2 separate regions of the Mus musculus genome follow, and region 2 is linked to region 1. Evidence: chromatin contacts called from public HiChIP or PLAC-seq data. All regions are on one chromosome and are shown on one strand. The core of a region is the stretch at or near the end of the contact, and the rest is flanking DNA. Distances in the headings are between cores, read along the strand shown.

Region 1 (2,700 bases), core at 173-2,672:
TTAGCATACAAAATAAAAGGCTCCATTTTGGCATTTCCATTACTGCTTTATTCTTTTTTTTTTAACTGCTTTATTCTTATTAGTACCCTTTCCTATAGGTGAGGATTTTCTGCAGACATCAATTCTCTCTCAGATAATGCTGTGGACCTGGAGAATCTCATGGGTTAAGGGCTCCACTCACATTAACTGCCCTTTACTTCAGATGCCAAGAGCACATCCAGGCCTCTGGTACTTCTGACTAGCCTACCATAAATCAGGAGTTCCCGTGACCCCTTTCTTAGGTTCAGTTATTTGCTGGAATTGGAGCAGATGTTTGCAGGGGATCTCTTGGTTCTCAAGCACTTGAGCAATGAATTCACCCAGGATCCATGGAAGGCTTGAGCAAATGCTTACTTAGCAAAGTGCTAGGCACAGAGCTAAGCAAGGCAAACCATCGAAAAGGAGAGCCGAGGGAGCTTCCCTAAGGCACGACTGACAAGGTGGGCTTTGAATTGTGCATTATTGTTATTTAATCATTTTTACAGCCCAGTCATTATGCCCTTCCTGGTCTGCCCTCCAATAGTTCCTCATCCCACTTCTCCTCCCCTGTCTTCAAGAGGATGCCCCTAGTCCCCCGCCCCACCTGTCCTCCCCCCTCCCTGGGGCCTCAAGTCTTTCCAGGGTTAGGTACATCTCTCACTGAGGCCAGACCAGGCAGTCCTCTGCTGTATATGTGTTGGGGGCCTCATATCAGCTACGGTATGCTGCATAGTTAGCTCAGTGTCGGAGAGATCTCCGGGGTCCGGGTTAATTGAGACTGCTGGTCTTCCTATGGGGTCACCCTCCTCCTTCCTCCTCAGCTTTTTCCAGCCTTTCCCTAATTTCACCACAGGGGTCCCGGGCTTTTGTCCATTGGTTGGGTGTAAATATCTGCTTCTGGCTCTTTCAGCTGCTTGTTGGGGCTCTCAGAGGGCAGTCATGCTAGCTCCTGTCTGTAAGCACACCATAACATCAGTAATTGTGTCTGATGTATTGTGGATTTAAAAGAAGATTTTATGAATATATCAGGGTCCTTCAGGGCCTGAGCAGAGAACTCGGCAGGCAAGCTAGCCCCCAGTTAGTCCCGCTGCCAGCAGGAGCATGGGAGAAAACCAAGCTCGGCTGCCTGGTGCCTGGATCTGAGACAGCCTGAAATAGTCACTCATTAATCAGCCCCTCTCTCCCACCTACTGCTCTGGTGACTCTTAGCACTGTAGTCCACCTTATAAGTACATCTGCAGATCACATATTAACTTAGAGGTCCCTTGCCTTTCCAAACCTTTAAGAACAAGAATGTAACGAGTAGAGGCTTTTCTCAGAAGCTCTTCTTACTTACTGTTGGGTCTGTTGCAATTAGATGAAAGACTTGGTGAAAGGTCACCGATCTCTCTGTTCAGGCAGCTGGAGCCTGTCAAAATAAGCTTTGTTGTTTTCCCAGAGCCCCGGCCTTTCTCTTATCTGTTCACAGGGCTACCTCATACCCAGCTGCAAGCCCTTTTATTTCCAGTAATCGTCCCTAGTGTTGCTGAACTTGCTATTTCAGCCCTAAGATGTATATTTAACTTACATATTCACTTTTACAGCAACAGAGTGGCTAACAGAATTCAGGGAAACACTGTTTTACATTTACTATGTATGTATGTATGTATGTATGTATGTATGTATCTGTCTATGAGATGGGTTTTTAGCTAGACTAACATAGAACAAAACCACAAAATCCAACTAAAATTACAGATGAAGGAAAGGGGATGTTACAACTGATAGCACAGAAATTCAAGGGATCATTAGGAGTTAGTTATGCTGAAAACCTATTTGCTAACAAGCTAGCTTGGAAGAAATGTCTGAACACGTATGATTTACCAAATTAACCATCAAATCATTAAAAACAAAGAATCAGAAATAAAAAGTCCCCCAACAAAGAAAAGTCCAGAACATAGTTTCACTGCAGCAGTTTAGCGAACTTTTAAAGACCATTCCTTTTTCTTAATGTAGTCCATAAAACCAAGAGGAAAGGAAGCCTTCCAAAGCTGTTCTGAGACCAGCACGAGTCTGTAGTCAAAACCAGATAAGAATAAAACAACAAACGAGAAAGTTATAGACCCCGCTGGAGACATGGCTCAATGGTTAAGAGCACTGACTGCTCTTCCAGAGGTCCTGAGTTCAATTCCCAGCAACCACATGGCAGCTCACAACCATCTGTAATGGGATCTGATGCCCTCTTCTGCTGTGTCTGAAGAGAGCAACAGTGTACTTACATATAATAATAGATAAATCTTTTAAAAAAGAAAGTTATAGACCAGTATCTCTGATAAACATAGACACCAAACTTCAACAAAATACCAGAGAATCAAATTTAATTAGGATCTCAAGAAAGATCAAGTTGGCTTCATTCTGGTGATGCAACATCGACATATCCAAATCAATAAATCTAATACATTAAGTCAACAGAATTCAGGATTAAAATTATATGATAATCTCAATAGATGCCGAAAAAACATTCAGTAAAATATGCCATTCTGTATGATAGCCCTGAAAAAATTAGGCACAGAAAAATTGAACCTCAAGTTAGTAAAATGGAAGTACAAGGAACTCAAAGTCAACCTTCTGCTGAATAGGGAAAATGCAAAGTATTTCTTCTAAGATCAAGAACATGACGAACGTGTCTGTTCTCACTGACTTCCT
Region 2 (2,700 bases), core at 59-2,558, 130 kb before region 1:
CCATGTCTGCTCACACACAGCCTTCCCGTCTCTGTTCAGTCTCTGTATTGGCTAGATCTACCTTGTTACCACCTCTTGAAGCCATAGTGTGCGCTCACTAGACTCCTCCATTGGCTCATTGCAACTATTATCGTCATTCTGTCTCTACATCATTCGCGTGCAGTTCTCCATTGGCTGTTCATTTTATCTGTCTTACGTCTCACCGCCTACGCAACCTGCGGATCTCCCAGTTTTTGGACCTCTGGGTTCGCTCCCCGTTGCCCCCATTGCTTGTAGCCATTTCATCTTCCCGCCGCCTACCATGCCCTTCGTGCTCAGACTTTCCCACTAATTGTCATACTCCTGCTGCTACATCTTCGGGCCCGCATTAACCCTACTCAGGCCTCTCCATTGATTCCGTTATCATCCCGCCTTCCATCCCGCCCACGCGCGGGCGTCCTCATTGGTTGCTAGCTTCTCCTGCTTGTCAATCACCTGTACGTCACTCCCGCGTGGCTGTCCATTGGCTGTTGGCCGTACCTGTCTCTAGCTCACCGCCTACGCTCCACTGGAGCCCCACCCCCCTGTTCTGGCTTTCTCATTGGCTGCCCGCCTTTTCAGGCCCTGCCCCCGCCGGTCCCACCGCCGGTGCCGTCGGTGCCGCCGCCGCCGCCGCCGATATGGCGCGCACGGCCCCTGTGGAGCCACCGCTGCGGCATCCCGCGCCCCCGTCGCCGGCTGCGGGAGAGCCCCGCGCCTCGGCTGAGGCGGCGGTGGCCCCGCGGAGGGTGCTGTTCGCTGACGAGGCCCTGGGGCTGCCTCTGGCGCAGCTACGCCGCTACCGGCCGTGGGGCGGGCCCGGGGCGGGCAAGATGGCGGCGGCGACCGGGCAAGATGGCGGCGGTGGCGGGGCTGATGAGGAAGACGATGGCGAGGATGGGGATGAAGGGGAGGAGGAAGAGGAGGCTTTTCCCGATCCCTCTCCGCCGTGCCCCGTTCCCGCTGGCGGGGGGTTTTACCTGGTGCCCACATTTTCGTTGCCGCCCGCGCTGGGCCGTCTGGAGCGGTTGGGGCGCGTGATGGTGGAGTTGGAGGCGCTGCTGCCGCCTCCTGGAGCGGTTCCCGGGGGTTCCGGGGTGTGGGTGCCTGGGGGACGCCCGCCAGTGGTGCGCGGGTTGGTGCGCGTGCTGAACCGCTCCTTCGAGAAGGCGGTGCACGTGCGGGCCTCACACGACGGTTGGGCTACCTTCTGCGACCACCCAGCCCGCTATGTCCCACGCAGCCCGCCTGGGGCAGGAGTGGGAGGAACAGGAGCAGGAGATCCCCTCCTGGATCCCGGGCTAGGCCTGGGCCCTGGCCAGATGTCAGCCTCCTCACCCGACGACGGTGGCTGCACTGACCGCTTTGCCTTCCAGCTGCCCTTTGCTGAGGGCGCGAGCGATGGGGCGCGCCTCGACTTCGTGGTGCGCTATGAGACCCCCGAGGGCACTTTCTGGGCCAACAACCATGGCCGCAACTACACTGTCCTGCTCCGGATCGCACCCGCTCCCACACCCACTGATGCCGAAGGGCTGCCCCAGCAGCAGCAGCTGCAGCAGCTGGAGCCACAGCCTGAGTGCCAGGGTCCTGTGGAGGCTGAGGCCAGGCAGCTGAAGAGCTGCATGAAGCCGGTGAGGCGCAGGTAATGTCTGCCAGCGCCACCTCCACCAACACAGGGCTGGATGTAGAAGCCTCCCATCCCAGCACTTCCCCCTCCCCCAGGCCTGCTCTCCAGGACAGGCAGGAGGGTGCATTCGGTCAAAGAGTAGTGCAGGCCAAACATGTGCTAGGCACTGTTTTAAATTCTGGGGTATCATCCATTTATTGAGTTCCACTATAAGGCCCTGAACAAGACAGACACCTTCCCTGTCCCCAACCATCCCGCAAAGGCTCCTCTGGGAAACAGAATGCAAAAGCAAACAAGCAGATAAGATAAATAGGGCTAAGGTTAGTGCTGAGAGGAAAATACTGTAAGGCTCTGGAGGGAGTGGCTGCTGCAGACGTGTTGAGGGTGAGCTCTTGTGAAGAGTCCCAGACGGTGATAACGAAGAGTTATGGACGAGCGAGTTGGTAGAGTTTGGACCAGGTAGGACTCTTTCTGAGGAGGTGGCATTTAAACTTGAGTCCAGAGTGGTACGGAGCAGTGATGCACATACAGGGGAGGTAGATGTAGATAGTGGGGACAGCAAAGTCCTGAGGTGGTTCTGGGTTTCGTATGACTGTCAGCCAGTGTGCTGGAGTGGAGAGAACATGACGTGCGAAGGTGTGGACTAAGGGTCTCCCGGCGTGGGGAGTCAGTCTGATTCCTATCTGCCACAGCAGGAAGCCAGAGTTAGAGAAACTGGTTGAGGAAGTGGTGGTACTTGGCTTTTTAGTTTCAACCATTTCTGGCTTTGAAGTCTATGCATCCTTTTTTTTAAAAACTGTTCCTCTGGTAGTCTGAGGCCTCCAGTGGAGTTTAGGGAGCGAGGCTCTATTCTCACATAAAAACATTAGCCTTGGCAGAGGCGGAAACAGATGAGAAGCGGACTTGAAGGTCACATCGCTCTTCTTTTTTTTTTTTTTTGCACACCTCTTGTAAACTGACTGATATAATGCTTTTCTAGGTCTTTACCAGGGCTATACGTTTGTCAAGGGCTCCAGCTAGGCCTAATGCCCGGGGTCAGTTAGAGCCCCTATGAA

What was found. HiChIP or PLAC-seq counts read pairs in DNA pulled down with a chosen protein or histone mark.
Region 2: an H3K27ac HiChIP or PLAC-seq map of extraembryonic endoderm stem cells shows a contact between it and region 1. The contact joins the promoter of Flicr here to the enhancer-like site in region 1. A contact is called at or near these places in 1 of 39 promoter capture datasets (embryonic stem cells), 3 of 484 Hi-C or Micro-C datasets (embryonic fibroblasts, extraembryonic endoderm stem cells and gonadal supporting cells), 8 of 115 datasets of contacts at active chromatin or transcription factors (CD8 T cells, Th17 cells, embryonic stem cells and 4 more) and 3 of 9 other capture datasets (adipose tissue, liver and pancreatic islet).

Annotation. Positions count from the first base shown.
Region 1 is chrX:7,442,788-7,445,487 of GRCm38.p6, reverse strand. No RefSeq gene overlaps it. Among named protein-coding and RNA genes, the nearest start is that of 2010204K13Rik, 21 kb to the right of the region's middle. Within about 2 kb of position 1,422, at least 25 of the 459 cell types and tissues checked have an H3K27ac peak or open chromatin away from gene starts, as enhancers often do. A contact at or near this core is called in extraembryonic endoderm stem cells, where this site is marked.
Region 2 is chrX:7,572,208-7,574,907 of GRCm38.p6, reverse strand. Flicr (Foxp3 regulating long intergenic noncoding RNA) reads right to left here and starts at 1,308. Exons shown (of 3, transcript NR_029473.1): 1 at 999-1,308. It overlaps Ppp1r3f (protein phosphatase 1, regulatory subunit 3F), which reads left to right and starts at 627. Exons shown (of 4, transcript NM_138605.3): 1 at 627-1,660. The coding sequence starts at 660.